2 separate regions of the Mus musculus genome follow, and region 1 is linked to region 2. The links are chromatin contacts, called in public HiChIP or PLAC-seq maps. All regions are on one chromosome and are shown on one strand. The core of a region is the stretch at or near the end of the contact, and the rest is flanking DNA. Distances in the headings are between cores, read along the strand shown.

Region 1 (5,598 bases), core at 944-3,443, 34 kb before region 2:
ATCATCTAAGCCAAGGGAATCCTTACAGCGATTACTTTCTCAGGCCTCCTGCTGTAGGATCATCATACTCTCAGAGGGATCTAAAAGTCATGTCTAGACCTTAAGTGACTGCGTCTCAGGGTCCTGCATGTGAGCTTTGCCCTCTGAGGTCTCAGGATCTCTGAAACCTTATCCCTCCTGCACTGGCTCCTGACTATGGAATTTACCCACTCTTCTTAGCAGCTCTAGAATTCAAATTCCCAGCCTTCTCTTTTTGAGACTCAGAAATATGGGCCAGACATCTTTTCTTTTAGAACTTAAGAGTTTTCATCTGGGCTCCCAAACTTCAAAGACATGAGTGGTATCCAGAGTCCAGAAGCACTAGGGTTCCTACCATCTCCTTTCTGTCCACATTTACACTGGGGGATCCATCCCGATCTATGTGAGTCCGAACCCGAGCTCGCCCAGGGAACACCAGCCCAGTCTGGGTGCTCCATACCCTTCAGGACACTGAGCCCAGGAGACAGTCACATTTGTGTTCCAGGACCACACACTACGCCTTGGTGTGCTACAGATCACACTCACTAGACCCAGAATTAGGGTCAATCTTGTGCCCAAGGCACAGGTACACATGTATCTTGCAGAGATACAGGCCTAAACATACAGAACCTGGTCCCCAGAGACTAAAGTAGGAAAGGACTCCCAAGATAGACACACACCCTCAAGGCTGGCATATCTGCATACAACACTCATATACACATACACACAGGCTATCCGTTGCACACTCACAGATGTACAGCTACAGAAAAGCCCACATGCCCCTTAATAGACAACCAGACAGCTACGTCTATATAGCCTTTGCACACTTGTCAACACACAGTGGCTCACACATATAAGACTCACCTGCACAATGAAAGATACATAGGTGCACACTCTTACACACCTAAACACATTCGTGCAACTTCACATATTCCCACTGGGTAGTCATAGAGCAGATAAAGCACCAACAGACACACGCGTGCACAGTCAGTGCACGCCTCACACATGTACACAGAACCCCTGGCACGAACACACACTGACAAAGCAGGAAGCCATGAACAAGCACACTGGCACTTTGTAAGCACTCTAAGAGGCTCACCCATGGCAGATACACTCAGGCCACAGTCCCATGAGGAACCAACACACTTGTAAATGCACACAAAATACCAAAGCCCAGAGCAGTCAACAGAACAGCTAGCTTCACACTCAGTCACTGCTACCCATCCCTCATGGCCCTGGCTCTCCTGCCCCACCTACTTCCCAGGCCAAATACATTCTAACACCCCTTCCAGTCCCTGTTACACCCTTCTCCAAAAAGAATCGGGCACAAGCCAGGGCCAAAGGTCATATAGTTCAGCAGGTGGGATTCCATCAGGAAGGGGTTGAGTCCCAAAGCCGGGTTCCAACAAGATTCTGCCACCAGGAACCCCCAGAGTTTCCCCAGCCTTACCATCAAGATATAGGCAACTGGGGCGCTATCTGCAGATGCCCGGCAGGTGGGGGAGTTAGGGTGGGGTGGGGTGGGAAGGGCCAGGTCTTCAACCCCACCCTCCACTCTCCAACCCTCAGCCCCCACCCCAGGGCCCATCTGTCCATCCCTCGGCCTCTCATTCCTCCATCTGTCCACCTCCCGGCCTCCCATCCCCCCTCCCCAACCAACCACGGAGAAGAGGAGAAAGACATGGCCGTCTCCCCCAAGGATCACTGAGGACCCCCCCCCTCCAGTTGACATGTACCGAGGGATCAGCCAAGTCCCCCCCCCCCCATCTATTCGGAGACCTGGCCCCACTATGCGCTGAGCCTCAGCCCCCACCCCAGCAGGATACCTGACACAGACACACACACACACACACACACCCTTGGAGACATCCAAACCGCACACAACACACACACGGACACACACAGAGACATACACATACACACACACCCGAGCGAACACACCCGGCACCGCAGCCCCTCGCATGGACATCCAACCCAGCCGGACACAGACCCCCAACGCTGCCAGCCGCACGCGCGCAAAGGCCCGCTGGGCCCCCCCACCCCCCGCACACCTGGGCGCGCAGCCCCCGCACACACCTGCACACAGCCCCTCGGACGGGCGCGCCACAGCCCCCCAGATCCGGCGCCCCGGAGTGTGTGGGACACACGCGCGCACACACGCACACATGCACACATGCACACGCACGGCCGACCGCGGCCCCGCACACGCCCGGATGGCCACACCGGCGGGGCGCCCGGCACACACAGGGCCGCGGGCCGGCGCACGCCGGGCCCCGCCGCAGCGCCGCGGACACACGGGCACGCTCGTCCCCGCGCCCCCGCCCGCCGCCTCCAAAGAGCCCCCGGGGCCGCCGTGGGCCACGCTCACCCAGCCCGGGGGAGGGGGCCCGGGGCCCGGCCCCACCGCCGCCGCCGCCTCGCGCCGCGCCATGGTGGGGGGAGGGTCGGGGGAGGGGGCGCGGTGCCGCGGGGCCGCCTCCCGCCCGCCTCCCGCCTCCCGCCCGCCCTCCCGCGCGCCGCCGCGCTCCGCCCTCCGCGTCGCCGCCGCAAGGGGGGGAGGGGGCGCGGACCGGAGGTGGGGCGGCCACACGCACTCCCAGGTCGCCGCAGACCCCCTCTCCACTGCAGAGCGCCCTGGTCCAGCCCCCGCCCCGGCCCCACCCCTGTCCCCTAGACCACGCCCCAGCGGCTACTTGGACCCCCTACACACACCCCTGCTCTCTCCATCACATCCTTAGAGTGCGGGTCTTTGAAGCCCCAGACCATGTTGGAGAGCCACCTGGAACCAGGAACTGTTCTACTCTTTTTCGTGACTTCAGACAGGGGTGGAGGCACACCCTGTCAGGAACCCTAAACCATATACCTCTAATTCCAGAAGCACCCCCCAGGTCATATCACAACATCCCAGGGGATCCAGATACCAACCTACCTCCCAGTCATCCTAAATCATACCCAAGGCTCAGATAGATGGTCCACAGACCACACCCCGAAATCCAGGGAGGACTCAGACTATATGTCAGTGTCCATAAAGAGCCTACCATAGCTTGATTCACTGGTGAACCCTGAGGAGCCACGCCATGTTTCATAGCCATCCAGAGTAAAAACTGATCCAACCCCAGCAATGTCTTCCCTCCATCAAGGACTTTAAACTGTTCCCTGTCCACCAGTAGCAATTGTATGCCATGGCTAATGTCTGAGGAACGCCAACCATCTCTTCTCCCTATGGGAAACCCTTAAACTTTCCTCATTTCTCCAATGATACCTCAGGTCTTCCTTTAACACTCTTGGGAACCTTGGAACTTTCCCTCTGTCCCTTTCAGAGCACCCCTTCCTTGGTTTACCTCTGCCACCATTTGCTGTAGGTTTCTTCCCACCCCCACCTCACCCACCCCCACTCCACCCCTCACTCCCAGCAACCAGTCCTGCTGCCTTCAGCCCCCTGCAACCCCTTCCTCACTCTCACTCCTGTAGATCCCTGAATACCTTACTTATTCCTTGTTTGGACCTTCAGTGTTTAACTCCTACCCCAGAGCCTACCTCCTGCCCTTTTCTCAGAGTCCACTGGGTGTCTCAGGCCATGTTCCTTCACTTTCTGACATACACATGAACTCCCAAACTCAGCAAGGCCTCCCCTCAAAATATATAGAGTTTTTCAGAGTTTTTAATAGTCAAATGCAAAGATCTGGTTCAGTTCAGCTCCTTCACTGCCAAACCTGGGGACAGGGACTGTTTCAGCTTCTCTGCCTTCTCCTTGTCTGTGGCCACCAGGGTGTAAAGGCTACAGTGAACCTTGAACTTCACATTATCCTTGTTCTTCTTGATCTTGACAGATCTGGCATCCTTCTGCAGGGCTGTGAGCGGGAATCAAGTCCTTGATTCCCTCAATTTTCCAAGGCGTGGCGCTGGGTGCCTCTGCTCCCGTGTCCACCCTTACTCCCCCCCCCCAAAAAAAAATAAAACTCACAGTGGCAAGAACCGGAAAAAAAAAAAAGGAAAAATTCTCAGTATCTACCTTACTGTAGTCCCCAGATCTGTAGTGTCTCAAACACTTTCCACTTAGGGACCCCCCCCCCATAGGGAGACCCTCACCCCAACCCCAGGACAGCTCACCAATGCAGATGACAATCGTCCAATTCAAACCCAGATGAGCAGCAGGGGATGCTCCTAGTCTCCCCTCTCAGACTGCCTGCCCACACTCTCCAGACACCATCTCCACATGAGCAAGGGAGTATAGGGCTGAGGAGACAGCAGGAGAAAAGGACTGGGGAGATCTCTGAGCCTGTGGAGAGCTTGCTGTGCAGCACAGGGGGATGGTGGCTCACTCCAGCAACCCAGGCTCTGTGGAGGCTGAGACAAGTAGATCCCTGGAGCTTTTCGGCCACCCCATGTAGCCTAATCTGCTAGCCGTAGGCCCCAGTGAGAGACTCTGTCTCATAAACCTGGTAGACCAGGGCTACAGAAATGGCTCATTTGTTAAGAGTGCTGATTGCCACTGCAGAGCACCCAGGTTCAAGTCCCAGCACCTATGTGTGGTGGCTTACAATTGTCTGTAATTCCAGTCCCAGGGGATCTAGCATCTTCTTCTGACCTCCACACGCACCAGAAATGCACATAGTGTGCAGACACACAGGCAGGAAAAACACTCACATGGACAAAATAATTTTAAAAAGAAAGAAAAGCCAGGTGATGGTGCCTCCTGCCTTTAATCCCAGCACTCAGGAGGCAGAGGCAGGCTGATCTCTGAGTTCGGGTAGGGAGCTGGAGAGATGGTCAGCGGTTAAGAGCACTCACTGGCTGCTCTTCCAGAGGACCCTGGTTCAATTCCCAGCACCCACATAGAGGCTCACAACTGTAACTCTAGTTACAGGGCACCAGACACCCTCACCCAGACATGTGTGCAGGTAAAACACCAAGGCACATAAAAGAAAAATAAATAAATTATTAAAAACAACGATAAAACAATAAAAATAAGGTGAGCCACTCCTGAGAAACAACACCTGAAGTTGACCTCTGCCTTACACACACACACACACACACACACACACTCACATGTGTGCACACGTAGCACACATAATGAAGTAGGAGAAGACCTGCAGCAAACAAACGAGACAGATGTAGCACTGATTCTAGGGCATTCAATTACGAAGGCTCTCCTCTGACTATCCCTATTTTACAGATGAGAACCACTGAGGCAGAGAGGTCTAGTCACTTGCCCAGGGTCACACAGTAATAAATGGCAGCATAGCATGTGCATGAAGAGGAAGCACACATAAGCATCCAAAAGAGGGGTGACATTGTCCCTGGACTGGAGGTGTGGGCAGAGGGGAAGGTAACAGGAACACATAATGGATAATGAGTGAAGAGCCTACGATGCAGAGGTAATTGAAAGAACTAACCCGAGCCCTACTTCCTGCAACACATCTTCCAACCTCATGACCTCATGACCTAGCCTATAATTCCTCACCTAGGCCCTACCCCCAATTCTGGCCCCACCTGCTTGCTGCCTCTTTTTTTTTTTTTTTGGTTTTTTGAGACAGGGTTTCTCTGTGTAGCCCTGGCTGTCCTTGAACTCACTCTGTA
Region 2 (5,782 bases), core at 1,685-4,184:
GGGGAAGCTGAGTGACTTGCTCTGAGTCACAGACTAGGCTAGAACAGTGGGTCTCAACCTTCCTAATGCTGCAGCACTTTAATGTAGTTCCTCATGTTATGGTGGCCCCCAACCATAAAATCATTTCATTGCTGCTTCAGAACTGTAATTTTGCTATTATGAATCATAAAATAAGTATCTGATATACAGGATATCTGATACTCAATCCCCAAAGGGGTCGTGACCCAAAGGTTGAAAACTGCTGGGCTAGAGAGTAGGGAATCAACTTTTACTTGGGAGTAATTGACCACTAGCTCTGTCTACCACCTGGTTGGTCCATTTGGTTTTGCTCCTCCAAGCTGTAGTAGAGATGCTTTAAGCAGCTCTAGGATGAATCTCTAAATAGCTCTGGAGCTCCTAGTGTGAAGGTATGTTATTCTAAAGTTTTTGTTCTTACCACATTGTCTGTGAACGTTATGCTATACAAAACAGTGGAGGCCCTTTCCAAACAGTTACATCAGCATATTGGGGAGGGCTCAGCTAGTACTGGAGGACTACTGTTTAGGAATTGCATGATAGTGAATATATGAGCCAAGATCTTACATCTCTGTCATGTTTTGAGAAGTTTTCTATGAAGCTGATGGGTAGAGAGGCAAGGAAAACAGATGAGAGAAGAGAGGGAGACCTTGGCATAACCCATATTGAGCACGAAGGATGTCTGTCGGGGTTACAGCAAAGCATCACTTTCAGGAAAGTACTCATGGATAAAGTCTGTGGGGCCCTTAAATACTTCCTAATGGATGTGACTTTAAGTCTAAAGAGGTGGTATCTCCTGTCACTTCCACCTTTAGGTAGACTTGCCCAGTAATCCGCTTGTTCCTGCCTCTTGGAACTGGTACATGGCCCTTGGGAAAAGCTGTCTCTCCTGATATTTTATTTCTTTCTGCTCATTATGGTTCTTCATTCCTTTGTGTTTCCCACTCATGTATTATCATAATCTCAGGGTCAGAACAACTTAAAATACAGATTCCGAATCTTCACACCCCCACCCCCACCCCAGACCCAATAATAAGTGAGAATCCTGAAGGGATGGGCCCAGAGAGGGGTCCAGATTCTTATAAAGACCAAGCACTGTGACTCATGTCCTTCAGGTCCATCTCCTGTCTTAGAGTGGTAGGCACATTGATCAAAGCAACTTGGGGAAGGAAGAGCTTATTCATCTAAAGCTTACAGTCCATTCTGAAGGGACATCAAAGCAGGAACTCCATACAGGCACCTGGAGGTAGGAACTGAAGCACATATCACAGAGGAACACTGCTTACTGGTTCTTCATAGCTTGCTCTACCTGCTTTCTTAATACCACTCAGGATCACCTGCCCATAGTGGTCTGGGCCCACCCACAGATAATTAATCAAGAAAAATGTCTCACAGGGTTGCCTATAGGCCAATCTTCTGGAAGCCTCAATTGAAGTTCCTCTTCTTAGGAAAATTCTAAATTGTGGTAGGTTGACAAAAATAACCAACCAGGACAGAGAGGCCTAGAGTTCCCAGTTGTCATCAGCCCTACTTATCCTAGTTCTCTGCTGTTTGGAGCTCCAACAGCAGTCTTGGGCTGCTGAATGTGTCTTGAATCATAAGGGTGTTCCCATGGGCTGGTAGCTGGAGATTGGGTCTGGGCAGCTAAGATCTCTTCTTCCTCATCCTCTTCCTGGTCTGCAGTTCTTGCATTTCTTCTTACATCTAGTCCTCTGAGTCAGTCTCCATATCTAGCAGATTTAAGCCTCTCCCTCTCTGGCTCCCTGAATTTGGGTGGGAAAACAGGGGTCAGAAGGGGCCATGGTGAGTGAGTCACCAGAACTCATCCTCTGATACCCCCACCCTTCCCTTTCAGGCTCTACTGACATAGTTCATCAAACAAAAATGTGAACGCGTGTCTGTGTGAGCTGGGTGAGGCAGAGAAGAGTATGTCTGAAGCCAAGCCCCAGCCCCTCTGATTAGTGCCAGAGAGGCCAACATGATTGTTACAACACTAAACATATAAAAATGGGCTTCCTCTATGTCTCAAAGATACATTTGGCTCCCTATGATTTGCCAGGACCAAGGGTCATGACCTACTTTGCTTGGGTTACCTGTCCAGTTCCATCCCATGGCCATCATGCTAAGGAGGGCACTCACACAATCTACTTTACCTTCTCTGTGTCCTCAGAGTCCAAATTTGCATCTCTGACAGGAGCAACTGCTGGCATTCTTGCATTGCTTGGTTCCCCAAACCCAGTCCACCCACTTCCAGCATTTTATCACTACAAAATATGCCTCTAACTTAAGAGCAGACATGTGTCTGGTTTTGGTAAATAGTTGCAAAAATGTCCCCAACCCTGTGGGAACTCTTAAGGGGAGTCCCAGTTGTGCTGTGCTAAGTGAGCCACGGGTTAATAGCCTCAAGAAAGATTTCCACCCAGGGACAGTGGAGGTTTGTGTTCATGTGCTGAGCACTTGCTCATGCCAGGTGCTTTGCACCCTTGTTGTCTACAACCCTGTAACTTTACAGCCATTGTTGCATAAAGAAATGACCAAGATTCAGTGAATTTAAAGAACTGGTCCATGGTTACAGTATACTGAGTCGTGGAGACAGAGGCAGAATTAATTTGTTTGTTTGTTTATTAAACCCAGGCAGGTTTTTCCTTTTGAACTTGCAGAATATACTCTGCTAGAACTTAAGGCAGGATAACTGAATGTTTGGAATCCCAGAGAGGGCACATTACACACGTAGACACCACTACCTACCAACAGACCGTCTGGGTCAATCGTCCAGGTATTCATTGGGCCCCTGCTGTGCCTAACTCTGGGCCAGAGTTTTCTGATCTGGGCAGGAAACTAGAAGTTCCATCCCCACCCGTCATCTGCATCCCCAGCTGGGCTCACCCCAAGAGGCCTGAGGCTATGCACATTCCTTGGACTCATTCCAGTGCTCATTGACGCTTCCCAGTCCTGGGAGGCTCGCCCTTCCTACCACCACCACTCAGACACATGAGCACACATTTCCTCAGGGTCAGCCTTCATCGGTTCAGAATTACTCTCTCCTTTCTGGGCAATAGAACAAGGTCCTCCTTTGAGCCCAACCCTTGAGGCTGTTCTGTCGCGTCCCCTGGCAGTACCAGAGGAGAAGCTGCATCCCATAGCCCTGGGGTCCTGGCAGTACTCTGGGGGTGGGGGAGGTTTAGACAAGGCTTCTCTGTGTCTTAGATGCCTCTGGCTACACTGTAATGCCTAAACAACAGCAATTGAGAAGTCTGGGTAGGGATGCAGGAGCAAGGAGAAAAAGACCCATCACTGAGCCACATCTTGCACATTAACTACATGCAGACCGTTAATCCTTCACAGACACCCTTACCTAAATCTGAGCAGCCCACATCTCAGCAACCCTGTGCTTCTTGTACAGACAGCTGGAATACAAGGCCTTTGACTTTGTCCTTAATATTACTTGCTGTATTTCTCATCAAGAATGAAAGGTTGGAACTAAGTCCAAAAAAGAAAGATATCAAAGTGTTATGTGACTCCATGCCAGTTGGAGGTAGAAGGATAGGCTAGAAAAGGCTTCCTGACTTAAGGAAGAACTTGTCCCACTTCAGAATTTTAATTTTATTTTAAATTTTAAATATTGTGATGGTTGGAGAAAGAACTTTGTGGACACTGAGAGCTGGTTCAGATAAAGATAGATGGGAGAGGCATTTTCCTGGCTTTAAGTGGCAGGTATAATGTAAGAGGAGTCAAGACTGAAAGCATTGGCACTGGAAGATGGAAAGTTACAGTGAAGGCTGGAGGAATGACTCAGTAACCACTGACTGCTTTTCCAGAGGCCCAGGCCCATTCCCAGCACCCACATGTTGGCTCACAATTGTCTAACTCCAGTACCTGGGGATCTGACACCCTCTTCTGGCCTCCACAGGCATTGCATGCACATGAAACACCAACACACATGCAGAAAGACACCTAAAATAAAATGGAGAAAGTTTCTTCCAGGACATGCAACTTAGATTTCATGTTTGTCACTTGCAGTCCTGTCACTTCACCTTCCCAGGTCTTACTTGTGTGTAGAAATAATAAAATGGTTAAGCTAAGGGTGGACAGCACATACATGCACTCAGTGTCAGCCATCATTGTTGTCCTTGTGAGGAGTGCTTGCAGTACTGCTAGTTCTGTTACTCTTGGGCTGGTGCTGTGGTCATAAAGTGAGTGGATGGCTTTGAATGGATGAATTTCCTGTCACTTTAACAGGGGCTCTCCAAGAAAACAGAGAGCAGAGACTTGCAGGCCAGACCCCAGGAGTTCTGAGTTGTGTGATTCACTCCAAGAGCTACAGATTTAAGTAGAATTAGAAACTAATGTGAATTCCAGACTACAGAATTAAGACAAAAGGTACAGAGGAGTAATTTGCAAGTATCTGTGTGTCCATTCTGCGTTGTGGCTACAGGCACATGACGTTTTCTTTTTTCTCTTATTTTGAATGTGAGGCCTCATACACATTAGATGTGTGCTCTTTACCACTGAGCTGGATCCCCAGTGCATGCTCTCTCTTCTCATCCTTCTCCCTCCCTCCCTCTCTTTTCTTTTGAGATATGCTTTTGCTAAGGCTGCTCTTGAACTTACCCTGTATCTCCTGCAGACCTTGAACTTGATGATAGGCTTGCACCATCTTGCCTGGCTGTATCTAGATTTTTGAGGTCTAATCCCATTCTGTTTCCTAGGCTGACTGGTTGGCCTGTACCTTTAGAATCTTTGTATATTGCTGAAAAGGAAGAAACCATAAAAAAATACACTGACCACAATACTAATAACAAAAAGTAAAAAACTATTTCCAGAGGACTGACCTTAAACTGAGCCTCACTTAGTTCCTAACAGCTACACTGTAGGGAGGATTCTGAGTTTCCTTGATGGAGCAGAGCTGGAGCTTAGTGCAGGAGGGCACGGTACTTAGGGAGCTGAGGAGAGGGAATCAGAGCCTGCGGCCAGACTGAGCTACCTAGTGAGACCCTGTCTCAGAAAAGAAAAAAAAAAAAAAAAAAACCAATTTGGAGCTTACCGCTCTTGTAAGAGCACGTCTGCTAAAATTGGAACCATATAGAGGAGATGGTACTCAGATTTATCAAGTATTTCATATTGATTTTGTGTGTCATGTTAAAATAACCAAACTGGACTGGCAGATGATTCATTTGGTAAAGGCCCTTGCAGGTGAGCCTGACATCTTAAGTTGGATTTTTGGGACCGATATAGTGTGAGGAGAATATTGACTCTTACAGGTTGTGACCTCCATGAGACACAGACATGGACACACATGGACATAAACAACCATAATTGGCCTGTTGGTTAAGGCTTGAAAGAGCAGCTAGTTAGTATACTGAGGCAAGAGGACCACCACTTCATTGCCTCTCTGGATTACAGAATGAGTTCAAGGCTAGCCTGGGCCACTTTTAGTGAAGCCCTATCTTAAAGTACAAAGTAAAAAGAAGGCTTAGAGTATATATAACTCAGTGGTAGACTGTTTCTTGAACAACACATTCTAGGCCTCAGGCTCAGTCCACAGTTCTAGGAGTGGAAAGAAAGACAGAATTAATATTTATTATTTGGCTAGGAAAAAAAGGTGATTACAGGGGCTGGAGAGATGGCTCAGAGGTTAAGAGCACTGACTACTCTTCCATAGGTCCTGAGTTCAAATCCCAGCAACCACATGGTGGTTCACAACCACCTGTAATGAGATCTGATGCCCTCTTCTGGTGTGTCTGAAGACAGCTAAGCTACATTGTAC

The links. HiChIP or PLAC-seq counts read pairs in DNA pulled down with a chosen protein or histone mark.
Region 1: an H3K27ac HiChIP or PLAC-seq map of embryonic stem cells shows a contact between it and region 2, with 13 read pairs. The contact joins the promoter of Lrfn1 here to the enhancer-like site in region 2. A contact is called at or near these places in 3 of 39 promoter capture datasets (the 3T3-L1 cell line, cranial neural crest and epiblast stem cells), 1 of 484 Hi-C or Micro-C datasets (embryonic stem cells), 4 of 115 datasets of contacts at active chromatin or transcription factors (double positive thymocytes, embryonic stem cells and microglia) and 3 of 9 other capture datasets (adipose tissue, liver and pancreatic islet).

What each region holds. Positions count from the first base shown.
Region 1 is chr7:28,448,833-28,454,430 of GRCm38.p6, reverse strand. Lrfn1 (leucine rich repeat and fibronectin type III domain containing 1) reads right to left here and starts at 2,193. Exons shown (of 5, transcript NM_001141921.1): 1 at 2,095-2,193.
Region 2 is chr7:28,415,668-28,421,449 of GRCm38.p6, reverse strand. The region is part of intron 2 of Samd4b (sterile alpha motif domain containing 4B); the gene reads left to right. Among named protein-coding and RNA genes, the nearest start is that of Samd4b, 18 kb to the left of the region's middle. Within about 2 kb of position 2,934, at least 98 of the 459 cell types and tissues checked have an H3K27ac peak or open chromatin away from gene starts, as enhancers often do. A contact at or near this core is called in adipose tissue and embryonic stem cells, where this site is marked.